Regions from separate parts of the Sus scrofa genome. Here region 1 is linked to region 2. Evidence: chromatin contacts called from public Hi-C data. All regions are on one chromosome and are shown on one strand. Each heading gives the region's core, a stretch centred on a gene start, on an enhancer-like site or on the middle of the called end of the contact. The rest is flanking DNA. Distances are from core to core; before and after follow the strand shown. Region 1 has its middle 100 kb from the start of RSU1. Region 2 holds the start of LOC110255686 (patched domain-containing protein 3-like).

Evidence for each region. A called contact is a pair of places that touch in the nucleus more often than the background predicts.
Region 1: a Hi-C map of differentiating spermatogonia shows a contact between it and region 2, with 4 times the contacts expected there. The contact joins the enhancer-like site here to the promoter of LOC110255686 in region 2. A contact is called at or near these places in 5 of 47 Hi-C or Micro-C datasets (differentiating spermatogonia, fetal skeletal muscle, heart right ventricle and 2 more).

Annotation. Positions count from the first base shown.
Region 1 is chr10:44,972,678-44,979,614 of Sscrofa11.1, forward strand. It overlaps the pseudogene LOC100525069. Among named protein-coding and RNA genes, the nearest start is that of RSU1, 100 kb to the right of the region's middle. Within about 2 kb of position 4,369, at least 4 of the 83 cell types and tissues checked have an H3K27ac peak or open chromatin away from gene starts, as enhancers often do. A contact at or near this core is called in differentiating spermatogonia, where this site is marked.
Region 2 is chr10:42,984,155-42,991,159 of Sscrofa11.1, forward strand. LOC110255686 (patched domain-containing protein 3-like) reads left to right here and starts at 2,993. Exons shown (of 4, transcript XM_021064808.1): 1 at 2,993-4,152. The coding sequence starts at 3,085.

The DNA.
Region 1 (6,937 bases), core at 3,119-5,618, 2.0 Mb after region 2:
TAAGACTGATGTCCAGATTTCAAAACTTATAACAAAGCTGTAACAATGAAAACAGTGTGGTACTAGTATATAGACAGACATACAGGCCAATGGAATAGAACTGAGTGTCTAGAAGTAAACCCACAAGTCTAGAGCGCACTGATTTTTGACACGGATGCCAAGTCTAATCAAGCAGAAAAGAACAGTCTCTTCAACAAATGGTACTTGGGCAAGTGCATTTCCAAATGTCCAAGAATGAAGTTGGATCCCTACTTTGCATCATATGTAACAAAGAATTAAAAACTGATCAATCACCTAAATAGAGCTGGAACCATAGAACCTTTGAAGAAAAGATAGTGTAAGTGTCCATGACCTTAGACTTGTCAATGGACTCTTTAACACCAAAAGCAAAAGTAGCAAAAATAAAAATAGGTAAGTTGAATTAAATTTTGGGGGAGTTTCCTTGTGGCACAGTGAGTTAAGGATCTGGCATTGCCACTGCAGCAGCTGAGGTCACTGCTTTGACATGGGTTCTACTGCTGGCTTGGGAATTTGCGTATGTAATGGACATGGCCATAAAATTTTTTAATTTTTGTGCATTAAAGGACATTAGAAAGAAAGTAGAGATAATCTATCAAGTGGGAGAAAATATTTGAAAATCATATTCTTGATAATGATTTATCTCTAAAACATATAAAGTACACATCAAAAACAAGACTCAACAACAAAAGGACAAACAACTTCATTAAAAATAGGCAAAGTGAGTTCCTGTGGTGGCTCATCAGGTTAAGAACGTGACTAATATCCATGAGGGTGTTCGATCCCTGGCCTTGCTCAATGGGTTAAGGATCTAGCATTGCTGCAAGCTGAGGCGTAGGTCACAGATGCAACTCAGATCTGGTATTGCCGTGGCTGTGGCACAGGCCAGCAGCTGCAGTTCCAATTCAACCCCTAGCCTGGGAACTTCCATATGCCACAGGTGTGGCCCTGAAAAGAAAAACAAAAAAATGGGCAAAGGACTTGAATAGGGATTGCCCCAAAGAAGATACACAAATGACCAATAAGCACATAGAAAGATATTTAATTAATAATGAGGGAAATGCAAATCAAAACCACAATGAGGAGTTCCTGTCGTGGCGCAGTGGTTAACGAATCCGACTAGGAACCAGGAGGTTGCGGGTTCGGTCCCTGCCCTTGCTCAGTGGGTTAACGATCCGGCGTTGCCGTGAGCTGTGGTGTAGGTTGCAGACGTGGCTCGGATCCCGCGTTGCTGTGGCTCTGGCGTAGGCCGGTGGCTACAGCTCCGATTTGACCCCTAGCCTGGGAACCTCCATATGCCGCGGGAACGGCCCAAGAAATAGCAACAACAACAACAACAACAACAAAATAAATAAATAAATTTAAAAAAAAAAACACCACAATGAGATGTCACTTTGCACCTACTAGGATGGCTATAATCACTAAAACGGAAAATAACAGGTATTGGTGAGGATGTTGAGAAATTGGAAAGCATGTAATTTGCTGGTGGGCATAAAATGGTGTAGCCTCTCTGGAAAATAATTTGATGGTTCTTCGTAAACCTAACCAGAGGAGTTCCCACTGTGGTGCAGTGGGTTAAGGATCTGGTGTTGTCCCGGTTGCAGCACAGGTTCTGTCCTCAGGCTGGTGCAGTGGGTTAAGGATCTGGAGTTGCAGCACATGTGGCATAGATCACAGTTGCAGCTTGGATTAAGTCCCTGGTCTAGGAACTTCCATATGCCGAGGGTGCAGCCAAAAAAAGCTAATCAGAGAATAAGCATACAACCCACTAGTCCACACCCAGGTAGATACTTGAAAAGAATAAAAAACAGGGGCTCAAACAGAGCTATGTACACCAATGTTTATTGCAGCCTTATTCACAACAGTCAAAAAGTGGAAACATTCCAAGTGCCCATCAACAGATAAATAAATAAACAAAATGTTGTTTATATATAAAATGGAGTATTACTCAGTCATGAAAAGGAACTCATGCTACTACATGCATAAACATTGTAACCATTATGCTAAGTGAAGTAAACTAGTCACAAAAGGACAAATACTGAATGATTCCATTTAATATATAATCTTGAGAATATGCAAATTCATGGAGACAGAAAATAGATTAAAGGTTAACCAGAACTCAGGAAAGGAAGTGGGGATTTACTGCTTAATGGTTAGAGTTTCTGTTTGGAGTGATGGCAGATATTTGTAAGGAAATGTTTTTGGTGGTGGCACAATGGTGTGAATGCATTTAATACCACTGAATTATACCCTTAAAAATATTTTTAAGGAGTTCCCATTGTGGCTCAGCTGTAATGAACCCGACTAGTATCCCACAAAATAGTCGTTGCTTCCCACAAAATCTCTGGCATGCTTTCCAAAGTTTCTTTCAAAAATCTAAAGTTTAAAACTCTGGAATATTATGAAATCAGAATCTGATATAAAACTGTGAAATCATGAATAACTATAGACCTTCTGGCTTTTCCAGATTTTTATTAGGTTGTCTTCTTGTACCATTTTAATTGCACAAATATCATTTCAGAAAGGCCTGGCTATTTCAAAGGCTTTTTCCAGTAGGTGTCTCTCTTTCACCAGTCTTACTCAGGCTATCAGTAGGTTTGCCATCCCAAAAAAGTAAGAAACAGCTATGTGCCTGGGTCTGTGACCTAATTTATTTTAAAAATACTCAGCTAGGGAGTTTCCGTCCTGGCTCAGTGGTTAACAAACCCAACTAATATCCATGAGGACACAGGTTCAATCCCTGGCCTTGTTCAGCAGGTTAAGGATCCAGCATTGCCCTGAGCTGTGGTGTAATTTGCAGCTGGGCTCAGATCCTGGGTTGTTGTGGCATAGGTGTAGGAGGGCTGCTACAGTTCTGATTGGGCCCCTAGCCTGGTAATTTCCGTATGCCACCTGCCACCCTAAAAAGCAAATGCTCAGCTAGTTATCTTTCTCAAGAACACCATGCAACTTTTGCCTAAAGATTTGTTTTTTTTTTATTCCAATGAACTCCAAACAAATTTTAGGGGGCTCACAGAAACAATAAAGACTTTAACTCAAAGTAAGAATTTCAATGTAATTTGACCAGGTAACCAAACTAAACCTTAAGGTCAATGTCTGTACTAAACAGACCTACCCTGAGGATATAGGATTTATGGTTTTTCACCAGAATGGTACCAAGGATTTAAGATTTGGGGCAGCCTTCAGTGTGTTACTTTAGGAAAGTTGGATTAAAGACCAAATGCAGTAGAGGACTTCCAGAGTTTCACGTCAAGACTCCATCTGATAATCAAGGATGCTATTGCTATGGTCCCCGGAAAAGTCTTACCATCCCCCCACCTGCTCTTGGCCTCCCTTGAAAACCCAGCAGCCGGGTACCTGGATAGTCTGCAAAGCCAGACTCTCTTCCATGTTCTTCACTTGGTTCAGGAAATGGATCAGCCACTTTTTTTGTTCTGCTGATTGTCCTCTTCTCCAGTCTTCATGGAGTACCACAGCTGCATGGCTTTGGCCTCCAGGAATAATTGGCTCGGGCCCAAACTCTCGCCTAAGACAGTTTCTCCCAGGACGTAGATAATAGGACCTGCTAGGCTGTAGATGGGGAAGGTGATGTTTTGCAGGTTGAAGTTCCTGTTTGTTTTCCAGGAGAAAAAGAGCGGGTTGGAGGGGGCGCAGTAGCCCCGGTGCAGGTGGTGGAGCAGACCTCCTTGTACTGGATCTGGGTTCCGTTTTCCCCTCCATCACGGACAAAGCCCTTACCGCCTTGGCCATTGTATTAATTTCGGACAAGATTTCTTGTTTCAGCAACGAGGCGGTGTTGGAGACCGCTAGAATAAAAGCATAATTGACTCTGTGTTCTCCCCGGAGATGAAATGAGTCGTTGGCGGCGAAACGGCCCTGCACAAAGCGTCGCTCAGCCTTGACCGGGCTCCCTGTGTCTTCTTCTGCATCCTTGGGCAGGTAAATCAAGCCAGAGCCGAGATGGGCCGTCAAAACCAGGGGCAGCAGCAGGAAGACCTAGAAGTGGGAGCTCACCTCCGCTCCCAGAGGCTGGAAGGTGCGGGACTGGGGCGCCTCCAGCAGTTGGTGTGGCAGCAGGGCTTCTCGGACACCAGGGGCTCCGATAGAGACCGCGCCGGCTGCTGCCAATCCGGTGCAGGCTCTGTGCGCTGCCCTGACGCCCAGCCGAGTTCGGGTTCCCATCCTTGACTGGACACCCAGAGCTGCAGCGGAGGGGACCCAGGCAGCTGCGAGCCCCTCTCAGAGGCCCCCTCAGGCCCCGCCTCAGGCTCCCGCCACTCGGATGCTGAGCCCGGTTCCATCCCCGCCTCCCGCGTAACCTTAGCCGAGCTAAGGCTTATTTCTGGGCAGGAAAGGCCACGGTCTCAAAGGTCTCCAACTGGACGGCAGATCAGACAGGAGCGCCCTTCTCCACCCCACCTAACGGTTTCCTGGAGAAAATCTGCGGGAGTCCGTTTGAGCTCCCGCTGCTCGCTTCCGAATGCTGGCGCTTCGTCGGGAGGCGCGTGGATCCCACCCAACGGTTTCCTGGAGAAAGTCTGCGGGAGTTCGTTTGAGCTCGGGCTTCTCTTGACCGGATGGTGGGGCTCCGTTGGGGAGCGCGTCGTAGCCTAACTAGCCCCAGATTTGTCTCATCCTCTCAGGATTCAGTTAATACAAGAAACCCTTCTTAAAGGCGAGTGAAATGCATGCCTCGCCTCTAAGACTCACAACTTACTGGGAGATTTTGGCTTGTTCGCAGGCGCGCACACACAGACACACACACAAGGGAGTGTCGGCTTTTATCTTGCGGGTAGGGGGTCGTGGGAGAGGGGGGCAGGATCATACAGAAGCATTTTTCTCAGGGTAAGGCTTTGGTGAATCTAATTTCATTGTTTTCATTTTTTAGCTACAGACATAACATTCTCCTTGTAAAAAGAAGTAAATGCATAGAATGAGAAGTGAAAAAAAGAGAAAAAAAACCCCCAAAATTCAGCCCTAAAACGTCCTTCTCTCCCATTCCTCTTCTTAATGTAGGGTTTAAATGTGTTTATCCTTAAAAAGTGTTTTCTTTGCATTTGCAGGCATATCAAAATAGATACAAGTATATATTTTCATAAGTATTCTTGCACTGTGTATGCAAATCACCAAATATGTCAAAGGATCTTAGCCTGGGAGTGCGTGTAGCTTTATCTTACACTTTTCAACTGCTATATATTTTCCAGTTTATAAGTGAAACATAAATTAGCCATAACCTAATTTCATAACAACCTATGGATTGTTCAGAGTGTGTTGCTGATATTAACAGCGCTAAGTGAATGAATGCCTTTTATTCAGAGTGCAAGCACTATATTTGTGGTTTTTTCTTTTTTTTGAAAGGGGGGATTTACTGAGCCAAAGCATATACCATTTTAAGTGTCAAATTATTGATAAAAATCCAAGAAGTTCTATCAATTTATATCCTCATAAGCAGTGTGTGAAGTTTTTTTTCTGCAGCCTATCCCAGAATGTCATTAAAGAGTTTGATTTGTGTCATTGGTATCTTATTTTGGTTTTATTTTTCATTTACTCCTTTGAGCCATCTTATTTCCTCTTTGGGTGAACTCTCCCATCTGTTCCTAGTTTTTGGTTTTTCTTTTCTTTTTTCTTTTTTTTGGGGACTATTAGGATTTTCTTCTTGATTATAGGACCTATTTATACACTTTTTCCTGTGTTTTGAGTCATGAGTCTCTCCACCCCCCCACCACGTCCCACCCCCTTTTGTTAGTTGAATTAACTGATATACATGTATTTTCTTTTACAGCTGCACCTGGGAGTTCCCAGGCTAGGGGTCAAATTGGAGCTGCAGCTGCCTGTCTACGCCACAGCCATAGCAACACCAGATTCTAGCCACGTCTGTAACCTACACTGCAGCTTGCGGCAATGCCTGATCCTTAACCTGCTGAGTGATGCCAGGGATCGAACCCACATGCTCACAGACACTACAGCAGGTTCTTAACACACTGATCCACAACAGGAACTCCTGAATTAACCGATTTTTTAAATGTTACAGATTTTGTTTTATAATACAGATTTTGTTTTGTTTTATAATAGACATAATAGCCGTTTCCCTTTCAGTGATTATAATCTACTTTAAAATATTTACGTTTACTATCCTTTTTTTATGGATGTATAGTTGATTTACACTGTGTTAGTTTCTGGGTACAGCACGGTGAGTCAGTTATACATATATATACATAATCTTTTTGTATTCTTTTCCATTATGGTTTCTCTTAGGCTACTGAATATAGTTCCCTGCGCTATAAAATAGGACCTTGTTGATTATCTATTTTATATAGAGTACTGTTAATCCCAAACTCCTAATTTATCCCTCCCCCACACCTTTCCCCTTTGGTAACACTGATAGAAAAATTGTTTTCTATCAGTGAGTCTGTTTCTGTTTCATAAATAAGTTCATTTGTGTCATGTTTTAGATTCCACATATAAGTGATGTGATATATGGTATTTGTCTTTCTCTTTCTTACTTACTTAGTATGATAATCTCTAGGTCTATCCATGTTGCTTCAAATGGCATTATTTCATTCTTCTTTATGGCTGAGTAGTATTCAGTTGCATATACGTACCACATCTTTATCTTCTGTCAATGGACACTTAGGCTGCTTTCATGTCTTGGCTATTGTGAGCAGTGCTGCTATGGAGATTGGAGTGTGCCTATCTTTTCAAATTATAGTTTTCTCCGGATATATGCCCAGGAGTAGGATTTCTGGATCCTATGGAAATTCTGTATTTAGTTTTTTAAGGAATTTCTATACTGCTTTCCATCGTGGCTGCACCAATTCACATTCCTACCAACATTGTAGGAGGGTTCCCTCTTCTCTACATCCTCTCCAGCATTTATTATTAGACTTTTTAATGATGACCATTCTAGCCAGTGTGAGGT
Region 2 (7,005 bases), core at 1,743-4,242:
CTTCTATAAACAAGAAGAAAATCCCAAGAGTCCAAAATGAAAACTGGGAACAGATAGGAGAGTTCACTCAAAGAGGAAATAGGATGGCTCTAAGGAGTAAATTAAAAATGAAACCAAAATTAAATACCAATGGAACAAATCAAACTCTTTAATGACATTCTGGGATAGGCGGTGGAAAAAGAAAACTTCATACACGGATTATGCGGATGTACATCGATAGAACTACTATGGACTTTAATCAATAACTTTGACATTTAAAATGGGATATGCTTTGGCCCAGTAAATCCTCCCTTTTAAAAAATATCTCACAAATATAGTGCTTGTACTCTGAATAAAAGGTATTCATTCACTTAGCACTGTTGATATCGGCAACACACACTAAACAATCCACAGGTTGTTATGAAATTAGGTTATAGCTAACTAATGTTCCACTTATAGAGTGGAAAAGTACAGAGCAGTTGAAAAGTGTAAGATAGGAGTTCCCGTCTTGGCTCAGTTAATGAACCCGACTGGTACTCATGAGAACACAGATTTTATTCCTGGCCTTGCTTAGTGGGTTAAGGGTCTGGCATTTCCATGAGCTGAGGTGCAGGTCACAGACATGGCTCAAATCCCACACTGCTGTGGCTCTGGTATAGGCCGGCAGCTACAGCTCCGATTCCACCCCTAGCCTGGGAATCTTCATATGCCATGGGTGCAGCCCTAAAAAGACAAAAGACAAAAAAAAAAAAAAAAACTGTAAGATAAAGCTACACACACTCCCAGGCTAAGATCCTTTGACATATTTGGTGATTTGCATACACAGTGCAATAATACTTATGAAAAATACATGCTTACATCTATTTTGATATGCCTGCAAATACAAAGAGAACAGTTTGTAAGAATAAACACCCACTTTTAAACCCTTGGATAAAGAAGAGGAATGGACACCTATGATCAATTAATCTTTGACAAAGGAGGCAAAATATAAAATAGGACAAAGACAGTCTTTTCAGCAAGTGGAGCTGGGAAAACTGGACAGCCTCATGTAAATCAATGACACTGCAATGCATCCTCACACCATGCAAAAAAATAAACTCAAAATGGCTTAAAGACTTAGATGTAAGACAAGACACTATCAAACTCCTAAAAGAGAACATAGGCAAAACATTCTCTGAGATCAACCTTACAAATGTTTTCTCAGGTCAGTCTCCCATGGCAACAGAAATAAAAGCAAAAATAAGCCAATGGGACCTAATCAAACTGACAAGCTTTTGCACAGCAAAGGAAACCATAAAAAAACAACAACAGCAACAACAAAAAAAACAACTTACAGAATGGGAGAAAATAGTTTCAAACAATGCAATTGACAAGGGCTTAATCTCTAAAATATACAAACAACTTAAACAACTCAACAGCAAAAAAGCCACCAACCCAATTGAAAAATGGGCAAAAGACCTGAATAGACATTTCTCCAAAGAAGATATACAGATGGCCAACAAGCACATGAAAAAATGCTCAACATCACTGATTATTAAAGAAATGCAAATCAAAACTACCATAAAGTACCAGCTCACACAAGTCAGAATGGCCATCATTAATAAATCCACAAATAACGAATGCTGGTGAGGGTGTGGAGAAAAGGGAACCCTCCTGCACTGTTGGTGGAATTGTAAATTGGTAAAACCACTATGGAATATATATGGAGGTACCTCAGAAAACTAAATATAGAACTACCATATGACCCAGCAATCCCACTCTTGGGCATCTATCAAGACAAAACTTTCCTTAAAAAAGACACATGCACCCACATGTTCACGGCAGCACTATTCACAATAGCCAAGACATGGAAACAACCCAAATGTCCATTGACAGATGATTGGATTAGGAAGATGTGGTATATATGCACACAATAGACTACTACTCAGCCATAAAAAAGAACAGAATAATGCCATCTGCAGCAACACGGATGGAACTAGACTCTCATACCAAGTGAAGTCAGAAAGACAAATATGATATTACTTATATCTGGAATCTAACATACTGCACAAATGAACCTTTCCACAGAAAAGAAAATCATGGATATGGAGAACAGACTTGTGGTTGCCAAGGTAGAGGGGGAGGGAGTGGGATGGATGTATGGGGAATTTGGGGTTCATAGATGCAAACTATTGCCTTTGGAATGGATAAGCACTGAGATCCTCCCGTACAGCACTGGGAACTGTATCTAGCCACTTATTATGGAGCATGATAATGTGAGAAAAAAGAATGTATATATCTATGTGTGACTGGGTCACCTTGCTGTGCAGTAGAAAATTGACAGAACACTATAAATCAGCAATAATGGAAAGAATAAAAAGCATTTTTGTAAAAAAGGAGAGGAATGGGAGAGAAGGACATTTTAGCTTTCAGTTTGGGGTTTTTGTTTTTTTCACTTTTCATTCTATGCATTAACTTCTAACTTATTACAAGAAGAATGCTATGTCTGTAGCTACAAAGTAAGAACAATTAAGTTAGGTGTACCAGACTCACCAAAGCTTTACCCTAAGAACCTTGCTTCTGGATGATCCCCACCCCACCACTGCCCCGCAAGGTAAAAGCCGCCACTTAGAACACTTGTTCTCTGTCTCTCTCTGTCTCGTGTGTGTGTGTGTGTGTGTGTGTGTGTGTGTGTGTGTGTGTGTGTTTGTGTGTGTGCTGTGTATGTCTTTGTATGCGCGCCCGTGAACAAGCCAGACTCTCCCTGGAAGTTGAGTCTTGCAGACAGGCACGCATTTCACCCGCCTTTAAGAAGGTCCATCCTGAGAGGATGGGCGCCAGGGACAAATTTGGGGCTACCACGCGCTCCCCACCGAAGCACCAGCATCGGAGAGCGAGCAGCCGGAGCTTAAACGGATTCCCGCAGACTTTCTCCACAAAACCGTTGGGTGGGGTCCACGCGCCCCCCAACGAAGCCCCAGCATTGGGGAGCGAGCAGCCCGAGCTCAAACGGACTCCCGCAGACTTTCTCCAGGAACGGTTGGGTGGGGTGGAGAAGGGCGCTCCTGTCTGATCTGCCGTCCAGTTGGAGACGTTTGAGACCGTGGCCTTTCCTGCCGCCCAGAAATGAACCTTGGCTCCGCTAAGGTTGCGCCACAGGAGGAGGAAGAGGAGGAGGAGGAGGAGGAGCGCCTGCGGGGGGCGGGGAAACAGCCGGGCTCAGCATCCGAGGGGCGGGGGCCGGAGGCGGGGCCTGAGGCGGCCTCGGAGAGGGGCTCGCAGCTGCCTGGCGAGCCCGGGTCTCCGCCGCCGACGCAGCTCTGGGCGTCCGGTCAGGGGCCGGAACCCGACCTCAGCTGGGCGTCAGGGCAGCGCGCAGAGCCGGCACCCGAGAGGCAGCAGCCAGCGCGGTCTCCATCCGACAACCAGGTGTCCACGAAGCCCCGCTGCCACACCAACTGTCTGGAGGCGCCCCTGTCCCGAGCCTTCGGGCGGCTGGGATGGGCGGTGGGCTCGCACCCCTGGGTCTTCCTGCTGCTGCCCATGGTTTTGACGGCTCTCCTCGGCTGTGGCTTGATTTACCTGCCCAAGGATGCAGAAGAAGATATCGAGGAGCAGTACACTCCCATAGGGAGCCCGGCCAAGGCTGAGCGACGCTTTGTGCAGGGCCATTTCACCGCCAACGACTCTTACTACTTCTCCTTCTCCAGGAAGAGCACCGAGGTCAATTATGCTTTTGTTCTGGTGGTCTCCAACTCCGCCTCGCTGCTGCAACGAGAAAGCTTTCTCGAAATTGAGAAAGTGGACGAGGCAGTGCGGGCTTTGTCCGTGATGGGGGAAAACGGAACCCAGATCCAGTACAATGAGGTGTGCTCCAGGCACCAGGGCTACTGCGCCCCCTCCAACCCACTCTTGTTAGCCTGGAGAACAAACAGGGACTTCAACCTGCGCAACATCACTTACCCCATCTTCAGCCTAGCAGGTCGTATCACCTACCTGGCCGGCGTCCTGGGAGGAACCGTCTTAGGCGAGAGTTTGGGCCCGAGCCATTTACTCCTAGAGGCCAAAGCCATGCGACTGGGGTACTTCTTGAAGACGGGAGAAGAGGACAACCAGCGGAGCAAAACCTGGCTGATGCATTTCCTGAACCAAGTGAAGGACCTGGAGAAGAGTCTGGCTTTGGAGACTATCCAGGTACCCGGCTGCTGGGTTTTCAAGGGAGGCCAAGAGCAGGCGGGAGGGATGGTGAGACTTGTTCCGAGGACCATAGCAATAGCATCCTTGATTATCGGATGGAGTCTTGACGTGAAACTCAAGTCCTCTACTGCATTTGGTCCTTAATCCAACTTTCCTAAAGTAACACACTGAAGGCTGCCCCAAATCTTAAATCCTTGGTACCGTTCTGGTGAAAAACCACAAGCCCTACATCCTCAAGGTAGGTCTCCTCAGTACAGACATGGATCTTCAGGTTTAGTTTGGTTTCTGGGTCAAATTACTTTGAAATTCTTACTTTGAGTTAGTCTTTACTGTTTCTGGGAGCCCCCTAAAATTTGCTTGGAGTTCATTGGAATAAAAAAAATAACAAATCTTTAAGCAAAATCCCTTGGTGTTCTTGAGAAGGGTAACTAGCTGAGCAATTTTGAAGTATATTAGAGCACAGACCCAGGCACAAGTCAGCTCTTTCTTATTTGTTGGGATGGCAGACCCACTGATACCCTGAATAAGACTGGTAAAAGTGAGACACCTACTGGAAAAAGCCTTGTAGCCAGGCCTTTTGTGCAATTAAAATAGTACAAGAAAACAACCTAATAAAAATCTGGAAAAGCCAGAATGTCTATAGTTTATTCATGGTTTTAGTTTTACACCAGATTCTGATTTCATAATATTCAGGAGTTTTAAACTTTAGATTTTTGAAAGAAACTTTGGAAAGCATGCCAGAGATTTTGTGGGAAGGAACATATCTTTATTACTTTATTCTAAAATCATTATCCTGGTCATTCTGGCGCGGAGTAGAGAGGCCAGGGTGGGGGTGGGGGCGCAACCAGCGGGTGGGGCTCGGAGCTGGGGTGCAGCTCGGTTCCCCCCCTTCCTCCTCAGGTGTGAGCCCCACCCCTCTGCCGGCCAGGCCCTCCCCAACTGAACTATCCCCTGCGGTGCGAGCCCGGGGCGCCCCCCCAGCAAAACGCACACCAGGGGCAGCCAGTGCTCCAAGGCTTCCTGGGGGCGACAGGACCACGGAGGAGGCAGCAGGAGCTTCCCCCGCTAAGGTTAACAGCCAGGAGAACAGCCACGTGAAAAGCCGTGGAAACAAACCCCAAAGATGAAGGGGAGTTACATAACCCCCACCCCGTGAGCGAAACAGAGCAGGCAGCCGGGGCCACTGGTGATGCCCTCCAGCCAGTACTCCCTAGCCAGGGTGCTGAGGCCAAAGGAGAGCCCCCCCACCCAAGGAGACCCCCAAGAAGAAGAAATTCTCTTTCAAGAAGTCTTTCAGGAGCTGCCCTTGTGGCGCAGCGGAAACGAATCCGACTAGGAACCACGAGATTGAGGGTTCGATCCCTGGCCTCGCTCAGTGGGTTAAGGATCCAGTGTTGCCATGAGCTCTGGTGTAGGTCGCAGACGCAGCTCAGATCTGACATTTCTGTGGCTGTGGTGTAGGCCGGCGGCTACAGCTCCAATTAGACTCCTAGGCTGGGAACCTCCATAGGTGCTGGCCCTAAAAAGTGTCCTGTCCTTGAAGGAGGTTGAAGCAGTTCGTCTGCCTCCTCTGGGGGAGATGGGTGCCTGCAGCAAGGAAGGCACTGCCCCAGAAGGGAAGGCTATTGCCACCCCTGAGAGCCAGGAGCCTTGGGCAAAAGGCGCAGAGGCTAGTGCTGCCTCCAAGGGCTGAGACACAGAAGAGGCAGGGCCCCAGGCCACACAGCCATCCACTCCTTTGGGGCCGGAGCAGAATGAGTAGCTGGGTGGGGGCAGGTGGGTGGTCTCTAAGCTGTAAAAACTGTGCTGTCCTTGTGAGGTCACTGCTTGGACCTGGTGTCCTGGCTGCCTTCCTGTGCTGGAAGGGAAGGGGCTCTTGCCCCTAGTCACATTCCCTCTCCTCTCCCTCCTGTGGATTCTCTCATCATCCATCTGTCTTCCTCTTAAGACGGTGCCTTGCAGTTTCCCAGGTTAGGTTGGTGATGTGACATGCTCCTGCCCCTGGCCCGCCCTCCCTCCCTGTCCCCACCCATGCAGAAGGCAGTTGCTGGTTCTCTCCCTCAATTCTCTTCCAAGTAGGTTTTGTTTATTCCCCCAATCCCTGAGCCAGATGTGGGGGTCTCCCAAATCCTGAGCGTCCAGCCTTCCCCTGTTGAGTTTTTAGTCTCTTGTGCTGTGCCTAGTGGCACCTGGGCTGGGAAGGACACTGCCCCATCTAGGTTTTTATAAACTTCTGACTCAAGTTTGAACCTCCAGCTTGTGAATCAGCTGTCTCTTTTTCGACTTGGTAAGCAAGTATTCAGCTTTGGGGTGGGAGTGAGGTCTGTAATGTGAAACAACTTTTTTTCTTTTTAGGGCCACACCTGCAGCATATGGAGGTTCCAAGTCTCAGGGTCTAATTGGAGCTACAGCTGCCAGCATACGCCACAGCCACAGCCATGCCAGATCCGAGCCGCTTCTGTGACCTACACCACAGCTCACGGCAATGCTGGATCCTTAACGACACTGAACGAGCCCAGGGATTGAACCCGCAACCTCATGGTTCCTGGTTGGTTTCGTTTCTGCTGTGCCGTTACAGGAACTCCTGAAACAACTTCTTGTCGTCTTTTTTCCCCTCCCATTGTTGTAAATAACTTTTAATGGCCAAACCACAGATTTATACTTTTTTTTTCTCTTCTAATTGCTAAATCCATTTGCTTCCACCTAGTTTTATTGTAATATTTGGAAAAGGAATAAATTTCATCCCTTTAAAAAATAAATAAAATAAAATCATTATCCATGTATTCAAATTTTTTTGCTGCATTTTAATCTTTTGGTCAGTAAGCTGTAGTGTTTCAATATCATTTGTAA